Linked DNA regions of Mus musculus: all the other regions are linked to region 2. The links are chromatin contacts, called in public HiChIP or PLAC-seq maps. All regions are on one chromosome and are shown on one strand. Each heading gives the region's core, a stretch centred on a gene start, on an enhancer-like site or on the middle of the called end of the contact. The rest is flanking DNA. Distances are from core to core; before and after follow the strand shown. Region 1 overlaps Gm39458 (a long non-coding RNA gene). Region 2 overlaps Trak1 (trafficking protein, kinesin binding 1). Region 3 has its middle 74 kb from the start of Gm39459. Region 4 holds the start of Pomgnt2 (protein O-linked mannose beta 1,4-N-acetylglucosaminyltransferase 2).

Region 1 (3,212 bases), core at 711-3,210, 690 kb after region 2:
ATTTCATGGAATCCTTGATACACTTAGATGCATGTTAAATTGAAACCTGGATAACATCATTATCTTAGGAAAACACAGGGATTACCAAAATTCACCCTCTAAAAGATAAGGATTCTTAACAGACCAATAATCAAAAAAGACTCAGCTGGCAATGGCTCAGATGGTTCTCAGGTAGATGAATTGTTTCAGATATTCAAGGACCGGAGGATTCCAGCACTAAACTGTCTCAGAGCTTAGAGAGATAAGACGCTTTCCACAGGATGCAGAAAACATCACCAATATTTACGTCAGAGTGTCAGGATGCTAAGCAAACTCAATTAAGGAGAGTGCATGCCAATTAGGCACAAATGGGCAATTAGAAGAAAAGCTTTCTCTCAAAACCCTCACCACGACAGGGTGGGGGTGGGGTGAGAAATGTCTTAGGTCACAGGGTCCAAGCAATTCAGCCCGAGGCCCTTCCACATAGTGTGGCTACAGAGGACCTTGTCCTGCGGCTCACTCTCCTGGTTTCCCGGCAGGGTCAGCAGGAAGAGTCTTGATTTTGACAGTGGGAGTAAAGATTAGGATCAAAATACAAAATCTGTCTGGTGTTCTCTAAAACGGGCTGAAGGAGACTCTACAGTTAGTGTCAAATCGACACTTTCTCTGTGTGCGTGCAGCAGCCTTTCCCCCTGCGTGGCATCTTCAACCACCACTCACGGTTCACAGCCCCTAGACTCTATCTATTGTACTGGGCAAGTCAGGAGGCTGGAGTGAGCGAGGTAAGCCCAGTATCTCAGTGAGCATCTGCACTGTAGTCTGCCTTTACATCTTTATGGATTAGCCCTGGGGCCTTGTATGGTGGTTTTATTTAAACAGTTCCATAGACAAATAATTTACATACCATAAAATTGATCTGTTTAAAGTACACACTTCCGGTTTTACACTCACAGCGTTGTGTCCATCGCCATAATCTAATTTCTTTTCTTTTTTTTTTTTTTTTTTTTTTTTTTTTGAGACAGGGTTTCTCTGTGTAGCCCTGGCTGTCCTGTAACTCACTTTGTAGACCAGGCTGGCCTCGAACTCAGAAATCTGCCTACCTCTGCCTCCCGAGTGCTGGGATTAAAGGCATGCGCCACCATGTCCAGCTGCCATAATCTAATTTTAGAGCACTTTTATCATCTCAGAAGAAAAGCAAGGTCTGAGGGATGGAGCCTTGGTAAGAGTGCTTACTGTTCTCTCAAAGGGCCAGAGTTCAGCTCTGCTCAGAGCTCTTGGGTCAGGTGGCTCACAGTTGCCTCGGCCCCTGCTTTTCTTCTGTGTTACAGATATACTGCTTGTCATTAATAAGTAGTACGTGTTATAGCTATACTGCTTGTCATTCGTCAGTTTGTGGGCACCTGTACTGTCTGTCAAGAATAATTGTTGAGATCATCTCTTGTGCACCGTGTAAAAGCATCACCTACCCATGAAGAGCTAAAAGGCCTACAGCGAGGGAGTAGAGAAGTGGCAGGACTTCCAGGAAGAGACAGGAATTCTGGCAGAGTCGGGTCTTAGGGATTCGTCACCTAGACGGAGGAAAGTGGACATATGAAATTGAGGCGGGGTAACCAGCCACATGGCAGACATAGAATAGTTACTTGAGTTATTAGTTAGTTGGGGAATGAGCCTAACTGAAGGCCTAAGCGTTAATTCATAACTAAATAAACCTCTGCATCTTTATTCAGGACCTGGGACTGACCTAGAAAAGCACAGATGTTGACAGATAACGCTGAGTTCTGCAGTTGGACTTTTTTTTTTTTTTTAATGTGGACTCACTTTTCTTTGTCTTGTGTGTATACCAGGAGTGGAACTTCCTATCAGAGGGCAACATTGTATTTAACCTTTTAAGGCAAAGAGGGGTTGAGTTACAGTGCCCTCCCCACAGCCTTGAGCAGGCTGGTTCAGACCAGGTTTGCCGCGTAGCTAGCTCGTGGAGGGTGGAGTCTTCCGAACTAGGTAAAGTCTTTTGTCTGCCACATCTGCAGCTTCCTGCTAGAAGCTACCTTCTGAGCAGCTGACAGATCCTGACCGTGTGACCTGGAAATCCTGGCATGGTGGGGGATGGGTCGTCCGCCCTCCGCCCTCCCCCCCCCTCCCCTTTATAAGCTCAGACTCATAAGGAGAAGACCTTGGGCCTTGATCAGAGAACTTTGACTTGGCCTGTTATTTCTCTCGATGCCTTTCCCATCCAACCCCATCTTTCCTTTCAGGAACCCAGTAACCGTGGCAGCTGGCAGCTGGCAGCTACAGAGTTATCCAGCAGGTTTTAACTTTGTTCCTTCCAGCCAGCACTGAAAGCTCCTTCTACTTCTGCAAAGTCCTTGCGCATGCACCTTTGTTGTTACTTCGGGTTTGTTTCCCTTTGCAGCTGCCCCAGTGCCTTTTCATTTCCTGGACTAACAATGAGGACTAACGTCTTCCCACGTCTGCTTTGTTACAGCAATATCTATCAAGGTCTGTCTGTTGTTGTTGCTGCTACTGTGCCCTTTTGATTTTTGTCTTTGTTTTGAGACATGCTCTCATTATGGAGCCCCGGCTGGTCTCAGACTTACTGTGTCCTCTAGGTTGGCCTCACATTCTGATTCCTCCTTCCTTAGTCTCCCAAGTGCTGAGATTACTGGCGTGAGCCACCGTACCCAGCTTCCTTGACCATTTTTAAGTTGGCTTGTCTTTTATTATTAAACCATAAGAACTCTTTTTATATGATATTTACATACAATGAGTGATGTTTAAAGATTTTTTTTCCTCATTTTACATTCCCTTATTTGTTTGTTTGTCTTTATGAATGAGGCAGGTTCTGACTCTGTAACTCTGGCTTTCCTGTGGCTAATAATGAAGACAAGGCTGGCCTTGAATTCTGCCTCCTGGGATTAGATGTTTGTGCCACCATGCCTGGTTCTTGTTTTTACTTTCTTACTGATATTCTTTGAAAAACAGTTTATTTATTTTTAGACAGAGCCTCATTATATAGCCCTGGCTAGCTTATATTTCACTATAACACACAGAAAAAAAATGTAAATACTATATAACTAGCAGGGTGTGGTGATGCGCATGGTTAATCTCAGCAATCATGAGGCAGAGGCAGATAGATCTCAGTGAGTTAAAGGCCAGCCTGGTCTACACAGAGAGTTCTGGCACAGCCAGGCCTATAGAGTGAGACCCTCTCTAAAAAATAGCCAAGCAAATAAATA
Region 2 (3,320 bases), core at 146-2,645:
AGATAAACCCACAGTTTGCTTTCTTACACAATCCAGAATCACCTGTCCAGGGGCGACACCACAGTCATGGGCTAGGCCCTCCCTCTGCAATCATTAATCATGCAAATGCCCACAGAGTTGTCCACAGGAAAATCTGATGGAGTCTCAACTCTTCTCCCCACATGACTCCAGTTTGTGTCAAATTGACAATAATAACAACAACAATAATAATAGTAACAACAACAACAAACAGAACTGAGAGCAGTTCTCAGTGAATGAACTCAAGTGTCCCCAGACTTCCTTGAAAATGGGGCTGAGTCCTGGGATGCTGTGGCCTGCACTCATTTTTCTAAAGGAGACCGAGGAGGAGGAGGAAGAGGAGGAGGAGGAGGAGGAGGAGGAGATGGGGTAGATGGAAGGAGGAGGGGAGGAGGAGGAGGAACAGAGACAGGAAGGAGGGGAGGGAAGGGGGAGCTTGGGGGTGGTGGGGAAGAGCAGGGAGAGAGAAGAGCTGGAAACAGGAGCTGCCCAGGGTCCCTCTGTAAACAGTGCGGGGGGGGGGGGGGGGGGGGCCGGCTGCTGCCACTCTCAGGGTGATAGCTCACAGCCCTGCCAGCCCTGCAACCCCATCTGTTTGAGCCGTCTGTGAAGTCTCAGGGCCAAAAAAAATAAGAAGGCCGGTGGGGTGGTCACTGCTGCGTTTATGTAAAGAGCATCTGGCACCTGTGGTAAGGAGGCTCTGTCCCTCCATCCCTGCTGAGCTTTTTGACCAACAGTCAGTGAAGCGCAGTGAGCCGCAGAGGCTGGGTGCTGAGCTGGGCCAGACAGGAAACCTTCACTACCGTTGATCACAGGACACATCACAACTTTACACATCAGCACAGTGACAGGCACTTAACAGATGCCAAGGGAACCCCAAGGATGTCACCATCATGACAGCTTTAGAGATGGGGAACAGGCTGGTAAGTAGACACCGGCCTAGGGCGGATGGGAGGGCCACAGCCACCACTATGAACAGTCCAGACTAGCCAGCCTTAAGCTCTAGATCCAAGCTCATCACAAAGCTGTGCAGCCCCTCCCTTGGGAACGCAGACTACGCCTGCCCCAGCAGGAGCTGAGATAATGCAGGACGGACCCAGAACCCAGAAGGACAGTCAGCCGGTGTCCACGCATACATCAGATAAAGAGCTCACAGAACCCTTAAAAATCACTGTGAAGAAAGATCAGTCCATATACTCCTTTAAAAGGCGGGGCTACCCAGAAGAGTTTGCCAGAGTTTACCCGATGGACGCCAAGGAGAACAGAAGGGAGAGGGGGAAGGGAAGGGAGGGAGCCGCTCTGGGGAAATCCTGCTCCCAGAACAGCTCAGGAAGCTTCTGTCCAGCCCCGCCCCGGCCCCGCCCAGGCCCCGGGCCCAGCCCCGCCCCGGCCCCGCCCAGCCTCTCTGGGAACCGCCGCCAGCGCAGCTGCTCCCAGCAGGGCTCATAGGAAGAGCGGCAGCCTCTGGAAAGAGCAGTGTAGCTCAGCAAGTGAAACGGACCGAGCTGTTGGGTGGGGGTTAACACATTTCTCAGTGTCACAGGTGTGCTGACGAAGGACAAAGGCCAGACACATCTGCAAGTGAGAATTCAAAGCAGTTGGTTGAGGGATCTGGGGCTGGTGTCACCATGGGGGACAGGAACTGAGAAAGGGTCTGTAAATGGAGGCTGGCTGCAGGGCTACCTGTCTTAACTGCTCTGCCAGCCAGGCCCCTTCCTTCCCTCTACCTCCCTCGGCTTCCCTCCAGACCAGCAGCAGCCACCAGGGTTTTTCTCCAAGCCAGTCAGACAAATGGACAGGCAGACAAATGACAGAAACACAAGAGGCAGGCAGACAAATTAGACAAAAGGCTGTAGCAGGCGACAGAGTGAACTGGTTAATCATGAGGCAGGAACGATAAAGAAGCTAAGTGAGCGCTGACTGCATACTAAGCCTTACTAAGGATTCTGCGCCTTATGTATGCCCTTGCTTAATCCCTTCAGCAGTCTTACACGAGGTAAAGAAAGGAAGGGGACTTTAAAGGTATTTCATGAAAAAACGGAAGCAACCCACTGTGTGAGCTACAGGCAGAACTGATAATAATGTGAACAATACATGTTCATACAACACCTCCATCAAAGTCCACCAAAACTCAGGTCCGACTCCAGGCAATCCCTCTCAGACATTAGAGACATTGCTGGGTGGACGCACAGATCTTCCCAATCCTGGAGAACAGATCTGCAAAGCTTAGCAGCCCACACAGCAGTCTATGGAGAGGGAATTAATGACGTAGTTGGTGGCTAGGGAGACAACAAGTAACTTACTGACACAGGCTACAAAGTAACACAGATGATTACAAGGAGAGTGTGCACTGAGACATCTTGCGGAGAGGAGAGCTAAAGCAGGGGTTCTCAGCCTTCCTGATGCTGCTCCTTTAACACAGTTCCTCCCGTTGTCATGACCTTCCACCCACAAAATTATTTTCATTGCTACTTCATAACTACAACTTTGCTATTGTTATGAATCGTAGTGTAAACATTTTTTGGAGATAGAGGGTTGCCAAAGGGGTGGAGACCCACAGGTTGAGGACCACTGGACTAACGGGTCACTCTGCGGCAGTAGGAACTCACTCCACTTTTTCTGCTGCACACTTTTTTACGTGAGGCGCCTCACGGAGAGCTTCAGAAAGTGGGATTGGCTCTAGCGGAAGCAGTGGGTGTACATTTCTGTGAAGACAGGCAAGAATGCAGCAGAAAGACCGAATGTTTTCAGCCACAAGGAAGTGAGGAACAGCCTGGTGAATCCCGGCTCTCGCTCCTTACCTAGGACAGAACAGGTCCCAGGAAGTGCCAGGGACTGGCGAGGGTGGTCCTGGGATGCATAAGTCACTACGCAACATGACTTTTCCTGTGGGTCTCGGTGCAGAAAGCTCGGATGGTGGATAAAAAGCAAACCCATAGACAGACCTCCCAGACTGAAGCCTGCTCCGCAGGAATCGATATCTTCACTTAACCTCCCTCAGCCTCAATTTTTCCATCTATAGAATGGAAAGCATGGCCAAAGGTTGCCATACTGCGTGATGATCGTGAGCTTCTGAGAAGGCCTTGGTGACCCTTGCCTTAGAACACCCATCATCAGGAACACAGCATCACAGTTGCCCACGGGTCCCCTGGGTGTGTGTCTCATGGCTTTTGGGGTGCCGACAGAAACACTGAGTGTCTACCTAGTCTTGTCCTGAATCTTGCTCCTGTGGCCTGGTGTACCCTGCACCTCCCCTCCTTCGCTCCCGGGTGCACCCCTGCTGAGTAGGGAGAACCAGGTGC
Region 3 (3,354 bases), core at 179-2,678, 610 kb after region 2:
AGTGTTGTTTTTATCAAATACAATTCATATTAATATTTTTTACTTTTTCTCTTAATAAAATGAGGGCTTTGATTCAGTAAGGCAAAAACAAAGCAATTAATACACACATTTATGCAATGGCTGATCTGAGCAGATTACTGTAGTTTTCTCTTTTATTAGATATCACTGTAACATGTGGCATTAAAATTTTAAGTATCCAATGATGTCATCGTAAATGCCATCATTTTTTAATGACAAACTTCCATCTGTCTTGTTGCCTTGTATAATCATCTATAAACAGCCTCAGTTTAAATTAAATATTTAAGAAAAATGTGGCTCAGTAGCCTATCATGGCAGTTCTTACTCATGAAACAGTAATAACCACTCCTAAAATCAGACATTTTTGTTTTTAAGTAAAATCTAGATTAAAATGTACATAATACTGAAAAATAAAATCCTAAGAACTTATTTCAATAAATCTTGTTGTTTAAATTTTACTGTGAATGACACCAGGTTGTGTGTTCGTTGTCCTTGCGAAATCAGATCCCACTCTGTGTTTTCAAAACACAGGTGCATGTTCCTAACAATGTGCTATTTGTGTATTTTGAGTTTTAGTGACGATCAGTTATAAAATACAATTCCCCAAACAGCAGATGAGGTAGATGATCACCTGGTTTCCCAGGACTCTGGGAACCACGAACCTGAATAAACCCTTCCACCACTGGCTAATTGTTGGCGACTTGTATATCATCCCCTGTAAAAGTAACTACGATACATAACTCAGCCGTCTGAGTTTCTTCTCTGCTGCTCTGATTTAAAAAAAAAAAAAAAAGAAGAAGTAGAAGAAGCCTGGCGTGGTGGCGCACGCCTTTAATCCCAGTACTCGGGAGGCAGAGGCAGGCGGATTTCTGAGTTCGAGGCCAGCCTGGTCTACAAAGTGAGTTCCAGGACAGCCAGGGCTATACAGAGAAACCCTGTCTCGAAAAAACAAACAAACAAACAAACAAACAAACAAACAAAAAGCCTCTTGGGAGGAAGGGGTTTATTTGCCTTACAACTTCCATCATCCAGGGAAGCCAAGGCAGGAAGCCGGAAGCAGGAACTGAAGCAGAAGCTGCGAGGGAACAGACTAGGGATTGTTCCACCCATGGTGGGCTAGGCCCACCTACACCAACTAGTGACCAAGAAAATGCCAAACAGACGTGTTCACAGGTCAAGCTGATAGAGGCACTTCCTCAATAGAGATTCCTTCACCCCAGAAGTGTCTAGGTTTGTGTCAAGCTGACAAAAGCAAACTACCTATTCATGCTCACACACCTAGAAAGTGGCTCAGACAGGACGTGACCGAATGACCAGATTGCAAGGACCCTGACCTTAACTGCATGTGTCCCCCTGCTTTTTCCTTGGGGAAGAGAATCTTGCCTGGCTGCTGTGTGTGGTAGGAGTGCTTTCTCATTATTCTTCCTCTTTGGCTGGGAGCCTAGGGTGGGGGCAGGGTGCAGAAACCCCACCCAGAGGCCTGTCACCCAGTGAAGGTGATCTGTCTGTTCTCCTGTCCCTTTTATTGTCTGGGACTCCACACTAAGCAGCAGCTGTGCCTATTCCTCCCTACCCTGGAGGCAGCCTTCCTTTTGTCATCTAAATCCCTCCTAAACAAGTTCCCCTGGTGTGCGGCCTTGAGCAGCTGTCTCTCCTGGGCTGGCCAGCAGGAAGTGTGCCCACAGTGCTGAGCGACAAACACTTTGGAACTGAGCACATGGGGCTATGTCTCAGCCCCACTTTCTGGGCTGGGCACCAACGCAGACTGCCATCGCCTGTTGCCTCCGCAGCAGAAATCCTCTGGTTCCATCCAAGCTGATTTATCCTGTAAGCTGTCTGCCAGTCTCTCTGTGTTTGCAAAAAACCTTCCCTTCATTTCAAGTACACAATAGGTGGTATCCATCAATGAGGCAGAGGTAGATTAAATGTGTAGCTTTGGATACCATCTTTTTCCTGAACGGAAAAGATATGGTCCATGCTACTTGGGGGACTTCCAGAATATTGCTCTGAGGCCTCATCAAAATGAATAAAACCAAATCCAATTGCTTTTTCCACAGACATAGGCGTGGAGAGAATTTAATTGACCACCATTTTCAAAATGGTGGATCTAAACAAAATGGTTGCATCAAGGCCGAATATGGTGACCTCCAGTAAGAGCCAGATTTTCATGATGTTTTATGAAGTGACAGAGATACATTTGGGGATGAGGCAGAGATTCAAAAGTAACATTCTCACCCAAGTTCATGTGCTGGAGGGTCACAAAACTAGAATTTAAACCAAGGTTCACATGATCCCAAAATCCATGCTGTTTCTACCACACAGGAAAGACCTTTTCCTGGGGACCAGGGAGATGGCATCGTCACTGAGCAAGCATGATTACCTGGGTTCTTAGATCCCATATAGCCTAGGGAACATATACCTGGAAGCTTAGCATTATGGAGAACAGGTTGGGAGGGCAGAGACAGAGGGTTCCTGGAGCTCTCTGGCTTGCCAGTCTAACTGAAAAGGCAATCTCAGGTTCGGAGAGAGACCCTGTTTCATGTTGTTACCTGTCCAAGGCCTGCACAAGATCAAGCCAGTTAAACTTCTGCATGGAGTCAGAAGGCAAGGCCCCTGAGGGGCTATAGGCAGTTGGTGTCTGCAGTAACAGGAAGGGTCACTGCTTTTTAACTGTTGGCTACTAGTGGATAGCCCCCAGCCATGCACGGGTGCACACCACTGAGTAGACTCAGTGGATCAGTAAAAAAACAAAAAGATAACTTGAAACTGGAAAGGAGGTACAGTAGGCTGTTGGGCTGTGAGGAGCTGATAGGAGATAATAGGAGGCAGATACAATTAAGCTGCATTGTTTGCATCTACAAAATTTTCAAAGTATAAAAATACACAATAAGATGAAGAGGTGATTTTAAGGAAGACATCCTAAAGTCAACCTCTGATCTCCACATGTGTGAGTGAGCACACACACACACACACACACCCCTGTGCAAAAGGTCTTTACTAAATGACCTGTAAAGAGTGGGTTTTTTTTAATTGTTTGCAAGAGATGCATCTGACTTACAGAAACACCGAGCTTATGTGTATGAATGTGTGACTACCTCACACCTATTTTGAACACTTAACATCTGACCAGAGTTTGAAATAGCAAATTGTTAGTAAGCTTTAAGCTTTATTTTCAGAACGTCCTATCTTTAGAGAACTATTGCCATCTAACTCAATGGAAGGAAGCACATGAGGACAGAGAAAAGTTAATACTCTGCTGTTCCATTTAGTGTAAAATGTTTTTCTGACCGAAGCCTGCCAGCAATAAGGTCATCAAGGACCATTAACTTGGGATGA
Region 4 (3,034 bases), core at 437-2,936, 620 kb before region 2:
CCCTTTATGAAGGGAAGAGCCTTTTGGAGGTGTGATCTGCTTGGTGAGTAGCTGCAGCAGGCTGGATAGCTCTACTCTCACCCAGAGCCCCCTTGGAGATGAAGAGCCATGGACTCAGTTTTCAGGGCTCCTTACAGACAGGAGTCTCTCTGAGACACAGGCTCTGCCAAGCACGTGCACACTGTGACTCAGATGAAGGAAGAGCACTCTGTGAGATGGCTTATGCATGGGGAATGGTGTCAGAGGAAGCTGACCTCCTTATCTCCAGATAGCATGGCATAGTTCTTGGACATGGCTTGGACACTGTCATCAGAGCAGACCCTAGATGCAGAGTCTGTTCCTCCTCATCTTAATGAGCCCACATGTCACTAAATGTTCCTTCACACACATTGTTCTGCTCAAGCCAGCCAGGGTAGACACATTGCCTGAAACTAAGAACCCTCTGAGATAGGACAAAGGTTGAGGCCTGAAGGGCCAGGGGGCCAGTTATGTGGAGCTTCCACAGACTAGTGCAACCCTTGAGGCCAAGAAAGAGATTGTTGCTTTTTAAAACACCAAAAGCCAAATGGGGGGAGGTAGGAAAAGAGGAAGAATCCAGGCAGCACAGGTAGGGGCTGGGGGAAGCAGGAAGCCACAGGGCCTTCTTCATGGTACAGGCAAATGGTGCCCAATCCAGAAATGATCTGCCTTGTGGCCAGTGGCATTGTTCCGACTCTCTGTGTCAGTTCTTCAGTGCACTCTGTTTGATCTTCTCACAGGTATGTGTATGTGTGTGTGTGTGTGAGAGAGAGAGAGAGAGACAGACAGACAGACAGACAGACAGAGAGACAGACAGAGAGAGACAGAGAGACAGACAGAGAGAGACAGACAGAGAGACAGAGACTACTTTAGATGAGTTTGTAATAACAACCATGAGAGTGAAGCCCACTGAGGTCTGAGGTTCTGGGAAGGCTTTGTGGCCAACCGGGCCAGTTGGGTGGGGGTGGGGGAGGGGAGGAGTGAGGAGGGTCCCTTAATATATACCCCCACCCCCAGCCCAGTTCTCAAAAGGACAAGGTTCCACATGACATTTGGGTCATCGTGTCAGAAGTGTCACAATGTCCATTTCCCAAGTGAGAAATCCAGCCGTTTTGGTCAGATTCACCTGATGTCAAGTCCGAGCTCCAACACTGTCATCTGACACCCACTCATGATAACACCCCATCAGTTTGGTTGTAAAGCCAAATGGCAGTTCCCAGAAAAAGTATAAAAGAGACATAACATACCTGACAAGAAGCCTGGTAAGGGAGGAGCGATCCATTGGCTCAGGTTTGAGGGGAGACGATCCGAAGTTAACTGAGCACAGAAGCCTTCAGTAATGACCATGAACAGCTCTGTTCAGTCTTTGTGCTCATCTACAGTGAATACTTTAACTGCTGAGCCATCAATAGTCTCTTTATGAGTCTTAAAAGCATGTCAAGGTATGGATTATTTTTTCTCTAACAGATTACATATGAAGATTTCTGTATCTTGTATTTAAGTTTATCATCAGAACTCTCATAATTGGGTAAACAGAACACCAAGAAGAGCTTCTGGTCTTCCCAGGCTCGTGCATGCTGCTCGCTTGAAAACTACAATTCCCAGGATTCTGTGAGCCGAAGAGGTGATCCTGGCCGAGGTCCGAGAGGCGGGTCCCAAGGCCCGCGCACGCGCCCGGGTTCCGGAGTTTGAGCTCGCCAGCAGGGCAAGCACACTAGGAACACCTGCGACACCCTGTCGGCAGGTGGGCAGCGCGGGCATCTGTGGCGCAGCTGGGCCCCGGGCTCGGAGCGGACGGGGCACAGAGCCCGGCTTCAGGTGAGGCGCTAGGCCGGGCCGGGCCGGGCTTGGTGCCCGACCCTGGACTGCAGGGGAGGCCGGCGGGCTTGCCGGACCCAGGGCGGTAGACGCCGCCTGCAGCAGGCGCCGAGGTGGGAGGGGTGGGCCTGAACCGCCCGGCCCCCGATGGCGCACTGGACCGTTCGGCTGGAGCCTTCACTGCCTCTGACCGCGGGGACGCACATGCTCGTGCCTGGGAAAGAATGGTGCACATTTGGCACAGGTGGCGTGGAGCAAGGAGAGATGAGCAGTGGGGGCCTGGGCTGCGCCAGCTGCGTTTGAAGCGGTGCCTGGGTCGGCCTGTTGCTGACCTTTAGGCAGTTGGGGCTCCGTAGAGAACCACCCGGATGGACGGACAGTCGGAGTTAGGAGTTTGTCTGCTTGACAATGGCGGGGGGGTGGGGGTGGGGGCGGCTACTGACGGACGACCCTGATGGACTTGCCTATAGGAACCCGTTTTCTCATCGTTAGTGGGAATCCGGGGTAAAAGTTTGGGACCTTCCACCAGAATCACGCTGCAGGTTGTGAGCAGCCAGTATCCTCTGACCTTATGCCAACCAGCCCCGAGCCTGTTGGTGTAGATGGTTTTAGGCTTATGGGACATGTGAATATTAGCACAATTCATTTACCATGTGTGGACTGTTCCAGGCACTGGGAAAATCTTGGCTCCTTTACCGGCCATGTCCCCATAAGTAACTCATTCACTTTCTCTGGTCCCTTCCTTCATCCTCTGTAAGACAGAGTGAAAAAAGACCTTCTTTGAAGAATTGCTGTGAGGCTTCCATGAGGTAATGCTGGCAAAGCTTTCTGTCTGGGTTCTGAACACATCAAATGTTAGCATGCACGACCACCAACTCTATAGACAAGGTTGGAGTTCTGGTTCCGGGTCCTGTCTTTTCCACAGACTAGCTGCTCTCAGGCTTTTAGGATCAGCCGGCCCTTTCACATGAAGGATCCGAGTTCCAAGTGGTGACAGAGTTAGAAGAGAACTGGATACTTTATCCTCAGAGGTGAGAGCTGAGAGCCCCTGGGGGCCTTGGAAAGGGAGGGAGCTGGTGAGTGGATTCACCCTGGTGGAGCATCATCCTGGTGTGCTGGACTGTCAGGGCCGTCAGGGTTGGTTTGTTTGCTAAGGATGAATCCAAAGCCTCCTGCGTGCTGAGCAAACATTCTGCTA

The links. HiChIP or PLAC-seq counts read pairs in DNA pulled down with a chosen protein or histone mark.
Region 1: a contact with region 2 is called in an H3K27ac HiChIP or PLAC-seq map of embryonic stem cells, with 3 times the contacts expected there. The contact joins two enhancer-like sites. A contact is called at or near these places in 1 of 484 Hi-C or Micro-C datasets (embryonic stem cells) and 5 of 115 datasets of contacts at active chromatin or transcription factors (astrocytes, bone marrow-derived macrophages, embryonic stem cells and 1 more).
Region 3: an H3K27ac HiChIP or PLAC-seq map of embryonic stem cells shows a contact between it and region 2, with 2.5 times the contacts expected there. The contact joins two enhancer-like sites. A contact is called at or near these places in 2 of 115 datasets of contacts at active chromatin or transcription factors (embryonic stem cells and pancreatic cancer cells) and 1 of 9 other capture datasets (adipose tissue).
Region 4: a contact with region 2 is called in a FOXA1 HiChIP or PLAC-seq map of pancreatic cancer cells. The contact joins the promoter of Pomgnt2 here to the enhancer-like site in region 2. A contact is called at or near these places in 1 of 39 promoter capture datasets (pre-B cells), 1 of 484 Hi-C or Micro-C datasets (embryonic stem cells) and 1 of 115 datasets of contacts at active chromatin or transcription factors (pancreatic cancer cells).

Annotation. Positions count from the first base shown.
Region 1 is chr9:120,678,784-120,681,995 of GRCm38.p6, reverse strand. It overlaps Gm39458 (a long non-coding RNA gene), which reads right to left. Exons shown (of 3, transcript XR_871370.1): 2 at 1,446-1,547. Among named protein-coding and RNA genes, the nearest start is that of Gm39458, 4.9 kb to the right of the region's middle. Within about 2 kb of position 1,960, at least 45 of the 459 cell types and tissues checked have an H3K27ac peak or open chromatin away from gene starts, as enhancers often do. A contact at or near this core is called in embryonic stem cells, where this site is marked.
Region 2 is chr9:121,369,761-121,373,080 of GRCm38.p6, reverse strand. All of the region lies in intron 1 of Trak1 (trafficking protein, kinesin binding 1), which reads right to left. Among named protein-coding and RNA genes, the nearest start is that of Trak1, 4.5 kb to the right of the region's middle. Within about 2 kb of position 1,395, at least 326 of the 459 cell types and tissues checked have an H3K27ac peak or open chromatin away from gene starts, as enhancers often do. A contact at or near this core is called in embryonic stem cells, pancreatic cancer cells and pre-B cells, where this site is marked.
Region 3 is chr9:120,758,230-120,761,583 of GRCm38.p6, reverse strand. No RefSeq gene overlaps it. Among named protein-coding and RNA genes, the nearest start is that of Gm39459, 74 kb to the left of the region's middle. Within about 2 kb of position 1,428, at least 66 of the 459 cell types and tissues checked have an H3K27ac peak or open chromatin away from gene starts, as enhancers often do. A contact at or near this core is called in embryonic stem cells, where this site is marked.
Region 4 is chr9:121,994,678-121,997,711 of GRCm38.p6, reverse strand. It overlaps Pomgnt2 (protein O-linked mannose beta 1,4-N-acetylglucosaminyltransferase 2), which reads left to right and starts at 1,686. Exons shown (of 2, transcript NM_153540.4): 1 at 1,686-1,836. It overlaps Gm39463 (a long non-coding RNA gene), which reads right to left and starts at 1,726. Exons shown (of 2, transcript XR_871388.3): 1 at 1,266-1,726.